2 separate regions of the Sus scrofa genome follow, and region 1 is linked to region 2. The links are chromatin contacts, called in public HiChIP or PLAC-seq maps. All regions are on one chromosome and are shown on one strand. The core of a region is the stretch at or near the end of the contact, and the rest is flanking DNA. Distances in the headings are between cores, read along the strand shown. Region 1 overlaps CAB39 (calcium-binding protein 39). Region 2 holds the start of CAB39 (calcium-binding protein 39).

Evidence for each region. HiChIP or PLAC-seq counts read pairs in DNA pulled down with a chosen protein or histone mark.
Region 1: a contact with region 2 is called in an H3K27ac HiChIP or PLAC-seq map of skeletal muscle. The contact joins the enhancer-like site here to the promoter of CAB39 in region 2. A contact is called at or near these places in 2 of 5 promoter capture datasets (fetal liver and liver), 11 of 47 Hi-C or Micro-C datasets (alveolar macrophages, blood, fetal skeletal muscle and 4 more) and 2 of 2 datasets of contacts at active chromatin or transcription factors (alveolar macrophages and skeletal muscle).

What each region holds. Positions count from the first base shown.
Region 1 is chr15:131,541,851-131,548,535 of Sscrofa11.1, forward strand. The region is part of intron 2 of CAB39 (calcium-binding protein 39); the gene reads left to right. Among named protein-coding and RNA genes, the nearest start is that of CAB39, 53 kb to the left of the region's middle. Within about 2 kb of position 1,286, at least 14 of the 83 cell types and tissues checked have an H3K27ac peak or open chromatin away from gene starts, as enhancers often do. A contact at or near this core is called in alveolar macrophages, fetal skeletal muscle and skeletal muscle, where this site is marked.
Region 2 is chr15:131,488,078-131,494,538 of Sscrofa11.1, forward strand. It overlaps CAB39 (calcium-binding protein 39), which reads left to right and starts at 4,498. Exons shown (of 9, transcript XM_021075733.1): 1 at 4,498-4,876.

The DNA.
Region 1 (6,685 bases), core at 36-2,535, 51 kb after region 2:
AGCTCTGCCGTGAGAAATAGTTGAATGAACTGGGGGTGTAAAGTAGTGAAAGAAAATTTGAAGCCTAGAGCGCTTAGTAAAATGTTTTTAGGGGATCATCTCATATTAGAGAAGGGCATGGTCCAGAGAGTGACAGCAGATGGAATGAAGACCTGTGAGAGGAGCTAAAACAGGGAGTCCAATTTCATCTTGATATTAGGAAAAATGATAAGTGGAAGTTGGCTTCCTTAGACATTGCCTGTCTCTGGATATGTATTGGTGCAGGCCAAGGGACCACTGAAGTCTCTTTCTCTTTATTTCTTTGGCCACACCTGCAGCATGCAGAAGGTCCCAGGCCAGGGGTTGAACCCAAGCCACCATAGTGACTTGAGCCACTGCAGTGACAACACCAGATCTTTAACCTGCTCAGCCACATGGGAGCTCCCACTTAGATCTTATAGAAGGAATTCCAGCTTTGTGTGACCAACCCATCGTTAGAGTAATACAACACTGTGTTTTGCAAGGTACCTTTGTAGAGAAGAGGCCACCATCTCACTGAGGTAGAATAGTTTCTTGTCCTCATGATTCACATGAAGAAAGCTGTTGTTTCCTAGGACACCCGTTACAGTAAAGTCAGATGGTATTCACTCCTAACAATTCCAAACCCATGGTAGAATTTTGTCAGTTTCTGCTTTATTCATATGTACATGGCTATTTTCTCATTCATTTCTTGTGATCTAAGAGACAAAATGATAAATACAGCATTTGAATGTTTATTTCCGTCTTTGTGGTGTGTTGGTGTTTTTGCTTGTTCTGTATGTTACACAGTTGCCATATTAAGAATTGTCTGTGGCAATTCTATAGGTATTGAGAATCGTCTGTAATACGAATGAATTACCCCCTTAGGAACTATGCCATACCTTTTAAAGAGGATTTGAGAACTACTTTCCTTACACCTTTTGCAAGAAATGGCTTATCTTACCATCCTTATTTTTAGGTACCTGGGGCATGGGAGGGGGGTGGAGTGGAATTTGTTCTTTCATTGCTAACAGCCACACAGATCTGGCATGCATAATGATTGTTTACACACTCGCTGCCCACTCCGTGCTATATAAAGACGGTATAGCTGCCTTGCTCAGCTTATACTTGGTCCCTTCATCACTGTGAATACATGTGTTCACAGTCTTGAATAGCTATATTCACTCATTTCAGGAGAGGAATAAGTTTGCTGGCATGTTTAAGAGGGGGGAAGGGAGTAGCCTTTTCATAGCATAGCCATTTAACAGTGACTCATGGTTACTAAAGTTGTTTCGAGTAATCTTTGACACCAGAGGGTTATTAATAGGTTTTTCTTAGTCCATGATCTCTCAGCTTCGTAAACTCAGACATTTTCTTTTAGTAAAGAGGCACATATGTGTGTAGGATTTTTTTTAATTTAGAAATTCATATGATAATAGAATTGGTCTCATTAAGTGTTTGACACTAGCAATATTTCTTTTTACTTTTAGATTCCATCTCACATCCTTTATCTGAATTTACTTTAAGAACTTCCTTTTTGCAGAGGTGATCCAGTAAATCCCTTTCTGAGAATGAGTGGGTACTTAAGGCAGTAAATATAGATTGGTATATATTTAGAGGACACGTGTTTAAAATGATTTTTTAAATGATTGCTAAAGAGTCGGTATAAAGAAACTCAAAAAAAGAAAAAATATAAGACAGGATAAGAAATGATTTAAGCCCCTCCCCCTCAAAAAAAATCTGGGGTTCTTTGAGGCCTTTCTTAATAGTAGTAACTAGTTAAATGTAAATTATAATAAACTTGACCTGCTCAATAGATCATTTCAAATTTGTTTCTAAAAAGATGACTTTTTAAACAGTGATCCCCATCTGAGTTATGTTTCCTTATGCCGAGTTCCATACTCACTGTGGTTACAGGACAGATTTTGTAAAAGATGACAGCGCAAGTAATTACTGTCATCACTTCCATTGTCCTGTTTTGCAAAAGATTCCCAACTGGATTGAATCCACAGACATTTTAGTGCCCTCACGTGTGAGCACATAGATGGGCACATGGATCAAATTTTGCCCCTTTTTCTGAGGCGTTTATAAGCTAGTAGAGGAAATGGATTGTGCGGGATAATAGAACATAGTGTAGAGATACTTGCGGCTCTGAGTGGATCCTGTGGGAAACGAGAAGATAAAGCAGTTATCACCTCTGTCAGAGGCAGGTACGAGATAGCATTAGGTGACATTTGAACTGGTTTAAAGGTGTTTGGCAGGCAGAGAGCAAGAGAGGGGAACAGAATGTGAAACAGCTTAAAGGATGGCGTGTCTAGAAAACAGTGACAGGTTTAGGGTGACCAGAGGAAAATGGGCGGAGGTGAAGCTAGAGATGTGGATTGTGGTAGGTTGAAAAGGGCCTTGCTAAAGATAGACTGAGGGAGCTGAAGAAATCTGTTGTTTTTGTTGTTGGTCTGCTTTGTTTTACATCTTTATTTTGAAACAACTTTAATTCATAGGAAGTTGTATAGAGGGATGCGGTGTACCCCTTCTCCAGCTTCCCCCAGTGGTAACTTCTCACTTAACCATATACACTAGCAACACCAGGAAATTGATGTTGGTATAGTCCACAGGCCTTATTCACATTTCACCAATTTTACAGTTTTGTGAATATTTGTGTGTAGCTCTGTGCAGTTTTATCACATGCATAGCCACTGCCTCAATCAAGATACATAACTGTTCCCATAACCACAAGGCCCTCCCCTTGCTATTCCTTTATGGCCACACCCATCTCCTCTCCCCATCCCTAACCCTTGCTGCCAGCCACTAATCTGTCTTCCCAGTCCTTAATTTTGTTATTTCAAGAATGTTTTATAAATAGAATCATGTAGTATGTAACCTTTTCAGATGGTTTGGTTTTTTTTTCCCCACTCCACTTAATTCCCATGAAATCCATGCCAGTAGTTGTATCAGTTATTCCTTTTGATTGTCTGTGAGTGTCCCATAGTAAGTGAAGGGGGTGAATGTTTAATCATTGACCTACTGAAGGACATCTAGACAGTTTCTGGTTTGGGCTATTACAGATAAAGCTGCTGTTAACATTTTCATACAGGTTTTGGGTGAACATAAGTTTTCCTCTCTCTGGGACAGATGCCCAAGAATGCAATTCTTGGGTCATATGGTAAGCACATATTTTGTTTTATAAGAAGCCACCAACCTCTTTCCCCAGTTGCTGTACCATTTTACATTCCCACCAGCAATGTTTCAAAGTCAGAGGTGGGGTGAGATTCGAAGTGTTGGAAAGATGGCTGTGACAGAAGAAAATTAACTTAGTAAGAGGACACTGATGACAATGAAAGCTTAAGAGTCAGGAGGAGAAAGAAGCAAGATATGAGACTAGATTTTAAGGGAGGATTGAGAGAATTTGGTGAGTATCCACAGTTAACTCCAGGTTCCTGTATCCTTTGGCCTACACTTCTACCCATCAGATATTTTCCAGAGCACGAGTCAGTAAACTGACCGAGGTTTTGTAAATAAAGTTACAAATAAAGTTTTGTTTCTGTTTTGTAAATAGATTCATTTGATCATTTTTGTAGAGTCCACATATGAGGGATATATGACATTTGTCTTTGTCTAACGTACGTTACTTACTATGGTAATCTCTGCGTCCATCCATGTTGCTGCAAATGGCATTATTTCATTCTTTTTCATAGATGATTAGTATTCTTGTTTTGCCTTTTTTTTTTTTTTTCCCATGCCCGCAGCATGTGGATGTTCCCAGGCCAAGCATTGAACCCATGCCATAGCAGTGATCTGAGCCACTGTGGTGGCAATGCTGGGTCCTTAACTCACTGTGCCACAAGGGAGCTCCTTGTTTTGCTTTTTTATTTTCTTTTTTTTTTCTTTTTTTTTTTGTCTTTTTGCCATTTCTTGGGCCGCTCTCACGGCATATGGAGGTTCCCAGGCTAGGGGTCTAATCGGAGCTGTAGCCACTGGCCTACGCCAGAGCCACAGCAATGCGGGATCCGAGCCGCGTCTGCGACCTACACCACAGCTCACGGCAACGCCGGATCTTTAACCCACTGAGCAAGGGCAGGGACCGAACCCGCAACCTCATGGTTCCTAGTCGGATTCGTTAACCACTGCGCCACCACGGGAACTCCATTGTTTTGCTTTTTTAAACTTAATGTTCCGCATGCGTGCAAAGGGTGCTCTGGAGAAGCTGGTAGGCCATGGTTTCAGGTGCTCTTTTTCCCTTCATCCATTTTTTCAGCTTTTCCTTCTCCTTGTTTGTACAATGGGATTCTACACAGGATCTTTATTTTGAAAAACGGTGGCAGCAGGATTAGGGGGTATGACGTCAGTGGCCCCCAAAGCATTTAAAAACCACTGAGTTCGCTGTCCTCTGCCATCTCTTGCAGCTCTTAAGATACTTTGATTTCATACTGAGGCATCACCTCAGACTTAACGTATTCGATTCAAAATTCATTTTCTCTGCCCCAGAATTGGCCTTTCTCTTCTGACTGACTGTTTTAAGAAATGTCGCCTTTCTGGCAAAAAACCTTAGAGTCATGACATTCTTTTTCTTCAGTATCTATTTGCCAAAGTCCTGTTCATTTGAATTCCTTTGGTGAGGGGAGAAGGGGCTGAAATTTGCCAAGCTCCTTCCTTCTCTTTGTGTAAGCACTCTTGGGAATGTGGGTGTGTAGGTTCATTTGTGTAGACGAGAGATCGGTGCTTCCTTTACTAAGCCTAATAGTTTTCATTGATTTCTATATTTATATCTCTATGAAGCAATACGTTCTAGTATGTGTTCATTCCAGAAATTCAGAAAATTCAACCGAGTGCTGTAACTGGAAAACTAAAGCTCATCCTAACTCCACTACCACAAGAAATGACTACTGTTAAGATAGTGGGGGTCCCCACAGACCCTCTTTCATACTCCAGCTCTCTCCCTCTTCCTGCGGCAGTTAAGGTCCTGAACACAGGAGTATGCTACTCTAGAACCCAGTTTTGGTTTTAGTGTTTGTTTTTTAATTTTAGTGTAAACATCTCTGCACGTCAGTGTAGATCTACTTGTTTTTAAAGCTTGCCGTGATCTCCCATTTTATGGGGACACCGTGATTTAACCAGTTCAGTGAGATTACGTGCTTCTAATCCTTTTCTATTGTAAATGACACTGCTGGTATTTAGGTCTTTGTGTAATTGTCTTATTTCCCCAGGGTAAATTCCCTAGAAGTATAATGGGTGATTCAGAAGGATTGCCCCTTTTAAAGCTTTTTGATAATGTTTTACTAAATCACCCTCCAACAAAGTTGTATCAATTTATTTTTCCACTACCAGTATATTTTCTAGAAGTCTTTGCTGCCGATAGGTGGGGAACGATACCTTATCATTTTGTTAATATTGTTATAAAGTAGAATATCTTCTAAGGTTATTAGCCTTTTAGTTTCTAAAGCAGCCATGTCTGCACTTTAATCATTTTAGTCTTGCTCCATTTAAGTGTGCTTTATGTATTAATAAATTAGGCTTAACAAGTAACTTAATCTTTAAAAATTGGGGGCTAAATGGGAGGCAGACCCAGTCTTGTACTTCTCCAGATAGACTCTGCACCTCCATCTGTGAGGAGATGCCTTGTCACTTTTTACCTCCTATCATGAGGCCACCTTGGGGTCTACCGAGTAGTTGGGCCTGGATGGGTCCAGAAGAGGAGTCGGGTGATAAGGGCTGTGAGCACTTGAGTGACGTGACCTCATGGGTGAGTGAGTAGCTCCTCTGGTCTTCCAAAATTGTAATATTTTGTATCTGAGTGGTTGCTATTGATGATGGTAAAAGAGTAGAGGGACAGGTACTGTGGGTAGACTGGGTTTAATGCAAGTTTTTTTTTTAAATTTCTTATCAAAGCATAGTAGATTTACAATATTGTGCCAATTTCTGTTGTATAGGAAAGTGACCTGGTCATATATATATATATATATACATATATATTCCCTTTCTTATATTATCTCTCACGGTCTGTCCCAAGAGACTGGATATATAGTTCCCTGTGCTCTACAGTAGGACTTGGTTGTTGATCCATTCTAAATGTCATAGTTTGCCTCTGCTAACCCCCAACTCCCCATCCATCCCACTCCCTCCGTCCTCGGCAACCCGAAGTCTGTTCTCTATGTCCGTAAGTCTGTTTCTGTTTTGTAGATGGGTTCATTTGTGCCATATTCTAGATTCCACATATAAATGATATCATATGGTATTTGTCTTTCTCTTTCTGACTTACTTCACTTAGTATGAGAATCTCTAGATGCATCGTGTTGCTGCAGATGACATTATTTAATTCTTTTCCTGGCTGAGTAGTATGACATTGTGTATATGTACCACATCTTCTTAATCCAGTCATTTGTCGTTGGACATTTAGGTTGCTTGCATGTCTTGGCTGTTGTGAACTGTGCTGCTATGAATAGTGCGTGTATCTTTTTGAATTATAGTTTTGTCCAGATATATGCCCAGGAGTGGGATTGCTGGATCATATGGTAGTTCTATATTTAGCTTTTCGAAGAACCTCTATTACTGTTTCCCATAGTCATTGTACCAATCTACATTCCCAGCAACAGTGTAGGAAGATTCCATTGTCTCCACACCCTCTCCAGCATTTGTTATTTATAGGCTTATTGGTGATGGCCATTCTGACTGGTGTGAAGTGGTACCTCAT
Region 2 (6,461 bases), core at 3,248-5,747:
GCGAGGAATTTCCCAGAAAGAGGTCATGCCTCATATACTGTAAATTATAGAATATATCATATAACATGCAGAAAATGTATTAATAGAAAGGGCTTGCAGTCCAGTGGAAGGACTGAGAAGATGTCTTCTCAAGTATAAATTCAAGTGTCAGAGGGCCCTGCTCCTTCTACTTTGGCTTCAAAATTTGTTACAAACCCTTTCTCCAGAAAATTCTGCCATCTCACTGCCACAATTCTCAGCCACAGTGGATTTACCCTAGTTAAGAGATTACTCTGCAATCCTGTTCTGATCCTTGAAGCAAAGGAATCAAAACCTTACAGGTGGGATTATCCACCCCCATGCAGTCTTTTATTCTATGAGAAATTGGGTCCTGCCTGGTTTTTGTGGAAGGTCAGCACAATAAAGTCGCCCTTTGGGGGACTACAATTTAAAAAGAACTCTCCTTTTTTTTAATTTTTAATTTTTTATTATTTATTTATTTATTTTTTAATTTTTAGGGCTGCACCCATGGCACATGGAGGTTCGCAGGCTAGGAGGTCTAATCGGAGTTACAGTTGCTGGCTTACACCACAGCCAAAGCACCACAGGATCCGAGCCACGTGTGCAACCCACACCTCAGCTCACGGCAACGCCAGATCCTTAACCCACTGAGCAAGAACAAGGATCGAACCTGCAACCTCATGGTTCCTAGTCAGATTCATGTCTGCTGCGCCACAGTGGGAACTCTTTTTTAATTTTTTTCCAAAGGGATTTCCCATTGTGGCTCAGCCGTAACGGATCCTACTAGTATCCATGAGGACAAGGGTTGGATTCCCTGGCCCTGCTCTGGGGGTTAAGGATTTGGCATTGCTGTGAACTGTGGTGTAGACCTGAGGCTATAGCGCAGATTCAACCCCTAGTCTGAAACTTCCATATGCTGCGGGTGTGGCCCTAAAAAGAAAAAAGGAAAAAAAAAAAAAAAAAAGGCAGCTGTGGCGGTAAAGTTCTTACTGAACAAAGTGTCAAAATAAGATAAAACTCACAATCTACTCACTCAAGAGGGCGGGGTGCTTCCCTTCCCGGGTTACTAGAGAGAAGCAAGATAGCTCCAGGAATCAGCTAGTTCAGGACTTTTCTTGTTGTTGTTTTTGTTCAGGACTTTTCATCAGCTGATTTCTCCCTGAGCCTAGAGAGCTATGGTTTTTCTAATAGCTTCTAATATGTTTGAGATCAATGGTCCTTGGATGGAATGAACTTGACTTTTAACATGCTATTATTTCACTCACATCTCATACTTTTAACTTAGATTTTTCATATACATACTTATTCACTAGCAAGATTAGTCTAGTTTTCGTGTGTGTGTCGCATTTACTGAGGTTTGCTATATCAAGGTCATAACCAGAATAATCGGCATCCTCCTGCCCACCTGTTAGAAATGCAGAATCATAGGCTTAGACCGATAGACTCAATATCTCCATTTCAACACGACCCTCAGGCTATGTACGGGGATGGGCCTTGTCATTCTTTTTTTTTTTTTTTTTTTTTTTTGGTCTTTTTGCCTTTTCTAGGGCCGCTTCCCACGGCATATGGAGGTTCCCAGGCTAGGGGCTGAATCGGAGCTGTAGCTGCAGCCTACGCCAGAGCCACAGCAACTCGGGATCCGAGCCGCGTCTGCGACCTACACCGCAGCTCACGACAACGCCGGATCATCAACCCACTGAGCATGGCCAGGGATCGAACCTGCAACCCCATGGTTCCTAGTGGGATTCGTTAACCACTGCGCCATGATGGAAACTCCAGGCCTTGTCATTTGCTGGAAACTGCCCCTTGCATGATCTCTGGGGAGGCAATCTGGCTCTCCCACCAGCATCGCCTCCTTTCCGGCTCACTCTGCCCACTGTCCTGATTTTACGGTCCTTTCACGTGTCATTCCGTAGATCCCACTACCACTTTCGCGGGGTCTCTGCCCTCCCACTGCTCCCCCCATCCCTCACGCTCTCCCATCTGGCTTGGAGGCCACGGGCGGCCATTGTTATTACTACTTCCTTGTATATATCCTCCTTTCTTTCCCTTTTTTCTCTTCATGGATTATCAAACAAAAATAAGCCTGGATGAATCCAAGCCCTCACTGTCCTGGGCTTGCACCTTCCCAGCAGAATGTGGCCTCTGAGAAACACAGACTAACCCTGCTGACTGGCCCTTACCCCTTCTCCTCGCCCTCCACACTCTGAGCTGATGACCTCACTTCCTGTTTCCCTGCGCAAAGAGAAGCCCTCAAAGGGAACTGCACCTGTTCTAGCCCCTCATCCATGCAGCTGCTGGCCTTCTGTTAGGGTGAGTGAACTTGACCTTGCTGGTCTCCAAGGTCAGACTCCTCCACTGTGCGCTGCAACCTTCTCTTCTTGCTCCCTCAAAGATAACTCTTCAGAACATGCCCCCACCCCCGCTCTAGTCATCCTCAAATTTTCCCTCACTACTGAATACTCCCATCAGCAAACTAAGGTGGCTCTAACAGCTTCATTCTCAAAAACTGAAATAAAGCAAAAAAAAAAAAAAAAATCTGTTTTGACTCCACATTTCCCTCCAGCTACCACCCCATTTCTCTGCTCCCCTTTACAGCAAAGCGTCAAGAAAAGTTGTTTACACTCATGGTCCCTCTTTCTACAGCCTCATTCTTCCTAGAGGCTACTCTGGTCAAGCTTTCCCACTCACCTCTGCTGAAATAGCTCTTACCAAGGCCACTAGTTGCCTCTATGGCACTGACACCAATGACCAATCACCAGTACTTACCTTCCTTGAACTATGAGCTGCTGTTGGAGGCATGGATCCATCTTCTATCACTCGTCTTCCAGCACATAAAGATCCTCCAGCCACCCTGGCTCCTCTCAGGATCCTTTGCTGGTCCCTTGTCATCAACCTGACTTTTCAATGTTGGGGGCCCTGGCTCATCCTTGCCTTGTCTTTTATCAACACTCTCTCCCTAAATGATCTCATTGAGTCCTGAGATCTTACTTACTCTGAAGACTCCCCCAACTCTATCTCCAGCCCAGACCTCTCCCCCAAACCCCAGACTTCCACAGTGAGCTTCCTACTTGGGTGTCTAACAGGCAGCTTAAGCTTAATATGCCTCCAAGTGTATTTCTGAGCAACTCCTGTATCTGTTTCTGTATGAGTCTTCTTCATTTCACCAAATTTTTATCTTCCAGTTGCTTGAGAAAACAAACAAACCAAAAAACCCCTCAGAGACCAGCAACATCAGGTCAGCTCTACCTTTTAAATGTGTCTAGAACCTGACCACTTCTTTAGGCTTCCACTGCTTTCATCCTGGGTCTTGCCAGTCTTCTTATCACCAGATTATTTCAGAAGACTTCTAACTGATGTCCTGGCTGAAGCCCTCAGGCCGCTCAGGCTGGTCTTCACACCGCAATCAGAGTTATCCTTTTGAAATATTAGACCACATCCTTTCTCTGCTCAAACCCCTCCAAACAGCTCCCCATCTCATTCAGAGTAAAAGCCAAAGTCCTCACTTTAGCCTATAGGGTCTCCCCTCTTCCCTCATCTCCATCCACTCCCCTTTCCCAGGGGTCATGTTTTGCTGCAAGGTATCCCACCTGAGGGGCTTTGTCCTGGCTGTTCCCTCTGCCTTTCCATACACATATCTCACAGCAGGAGCGCTGTAAACAGCAATAGCCTGCACTCTCTCCCCTCCTTAGCCCAATTTCCATAACACTGAAAAGCATCTAATGTCATACATATGTCTGTTTATTTATTTATTGTCTCAGGAGCAGGGTCTCTTTTGTTCACTGCTCCACTATCTAGAAGAGTGCCTGGCACACAGCAGATACTCAAGAACACCTGTTCGATTGCAAATTAAAGAAACAAAAATGTACACGTGTGGCATGTTCATGTACCAGAGTCTGTTGTCAGAGCTTTGCAATGCATTGTCTCGTTCATCCTCATAAACTTATGGTACTGTATGTACTCTTATATTTGTGCATGTGTGTGTGTGTGTGTGAGAGAGAGAGAGAGAGTGGAAGAACATAGGAATGGAGTCAGGCAATAGCCTATGGTGACTGAATGGTGGAGTTGAGGTTTAAATCCAGGCTTTGAATCCTATTAAGAGTGATCATTCTATCACTTTCTACGCTCTCTTGGAGGATGTTAAAATGAGAGTGATCCGTCTCTGGCAAGTATGAAGGAATCAATCTGCACAACTTGGTCCCTGGCCTTTAGCCGAAACGAAGCTTTGTTAAGAGTTCAGGAAGTGGTCGCACAAAGTGGATTTAGGATCCCTCTGGCAAGAGCGCTGAGGCAGAGAAGCGGCTGGGCACCAACACTTCAGTGGCAGGTGAAAGGAGAGGAACTCTTCCCCTCTGCTTCCGCTTTCCCCCAGCCGCCTCCGCCTCAGGCCTCAGCGCGGACTCCTACGCCCGAGTCCGCCCAGCCGCCTGGGGGCGCCCGAGGCTGAAGGGGGCGTTGCGGCGCCGCCCGACGTCGCGCCCTCGGCGGCTGCGCAGTGCGCACGTCAAAGCCGGGCTCGGGCCGGGAGCGGGGAGCGGCGCGGCCTGGGAGAGACTGAGCCTCCGGGAGCCGGGCGAAAGCGAGGGTGAAGGCGGCGCGGGGCCCCGCAGCAGAGCCGTAGCCGCAGCCCAAGAGAGCGAGCGAGCGCAGCAGTGCGGCGGCCGCCGCGGGAGCCCCTGGGCCGCCGTCCGCCCGCGCAGCCGCCGCCGCCGCCGCGGGATCCTGTCGCTGGGAGCAGGAGCGGGCGGAAGACAACGGAGGGGCCGAGCGGCCGAGCCGCGCCGCGGGGACCGAGCGAGCAGCCCGAGGCGTCGGCGGCCGAGGACGGGGACGGCGACGACGCGGAGGCTGAGAGGGAGCCGCCCGGCCCAGCTCCGTGAGTGACCCCCGGCCCGACCCAGCTCGCGGCGTGGACGCCCGCCCGGCTTCCGCCTGCCCTGCCCGGCCCGTCACCGGCCCGGGGCTGCCTCCATTTTCTCGGGTGGTGGAGGCGGCCCCGGCCCGGTATCGGCGGGAGCGGCCCGGTCTGCCCTCTCCGCCCGGCCCGGGCCCCTCGCGGAGCCTACCCCCCTCGTCGTCCTCGCCGGCTCGGCGCCCAGGGGCCTGCAGCCGGGGCTGCGGGGCGCCACGCTCTCCTGCAAGCCCTCCGCAGTTCTTTGGCGGGGCTGGCGGCATGGGGGCGTTCGCGGCCGGAGCCCCGAGGGCAGGCGAGTGCGGGCCGGGCCAACTGTCACTCCCGCCGCGCAAGGGATCCGGCCACCTTGCTCCTGGCCCCTGGTAAACTTCCTGTTATCGGGAGGCAGATAGCATCTCTGTGGTCTGCATTTCGGGAAGATGCCTAACTGTTTTCTGGTTAGGAATTGTGCGGCCAGAGCGTTCCCGAGGTCGGTTGAACCAGCCTGCTCGCTGACTGCCTGCAGGCGCTCTGGTCGGTCCGCGCCGGAGGGATTCGAAGGTGAACCCCGGCTCGCGGTCCCCTCCCCCGAGGAGCTTACATTCTGGCGTGGGTGATAAGGCGAGTACACAAATGACTACGATACCAGGAAGGAGATGATAAGTCCTATGAAAGAACTACAAAATGCTAGAAGGGTACCCGGAGAAGACCGGCCCGATCGATCACTTCCGCCTAGCAGAAATCTGAAGGCTTCCTGGGCGAGGCTGTGCAAAGTGGGGTCTTGAAGGCCAGATGGGATTTGGGAGAGAGGAGGGTTGCAGAAGAGGAGCAGTGTGTTGGAGGAGCAGCAACGCTAGAGGACAAAGGTAAAAAGGCATAGTCGGAAATAGTAGATAATGCAGTTTGTCGTGGGGGGCAGTGGGGGGTAGGCCAAAGAGTTGGGGGGCAGATCCTTGAATGCCGTAGAGGAGCTATTTGAGTGGCATTCTAAGGGTAACTTAGAGCTCATTTCTCAGTGACTCATGGGCCCGGAAATGTAAGCTAGGAGATGTTAAAGGCGCTCTTATGAAAGAAAGGAGAGAAGGAGGCCCAGTACAGAACTGACGTTCTGTGCCTTGAACGTCATGCAGTTTGAGATCGATTTTGACAGCTTTCCGGATATTCAAATAAATCCACGTCCAGGCTAAGCAAAATACCTTTTGTGCAAAGCTTCATTCGATGTTAGGCTCTTAAGAAGTGAGGGAAAGATGTATATAAAATAAGCTCATCTGCACGTAAGGTGTTTCTCTTGGTGCTCTTCACTAAAATGCATCAGAACTTCCAGCGCTCTGTATTAGGTGTCTGCATTTTGGAATTACTGAGCTGAACATCACTTCTTTGAGTTGGCTTTTGGGTAAGGCCATCTACGTTGATGGTTTAAAAAATCAGACTGTCCAACTTTGTATCCCAGAAGATTAGTAACATAGAACTTTTTTTAGGTAAAAATTTCTTTATTAGTTTTTAGTTGTGAAAATTCTTATAGGCGAGCCAGAGGTGAAAATCTGAGGCTTTACTTTGTTTCTTTTTT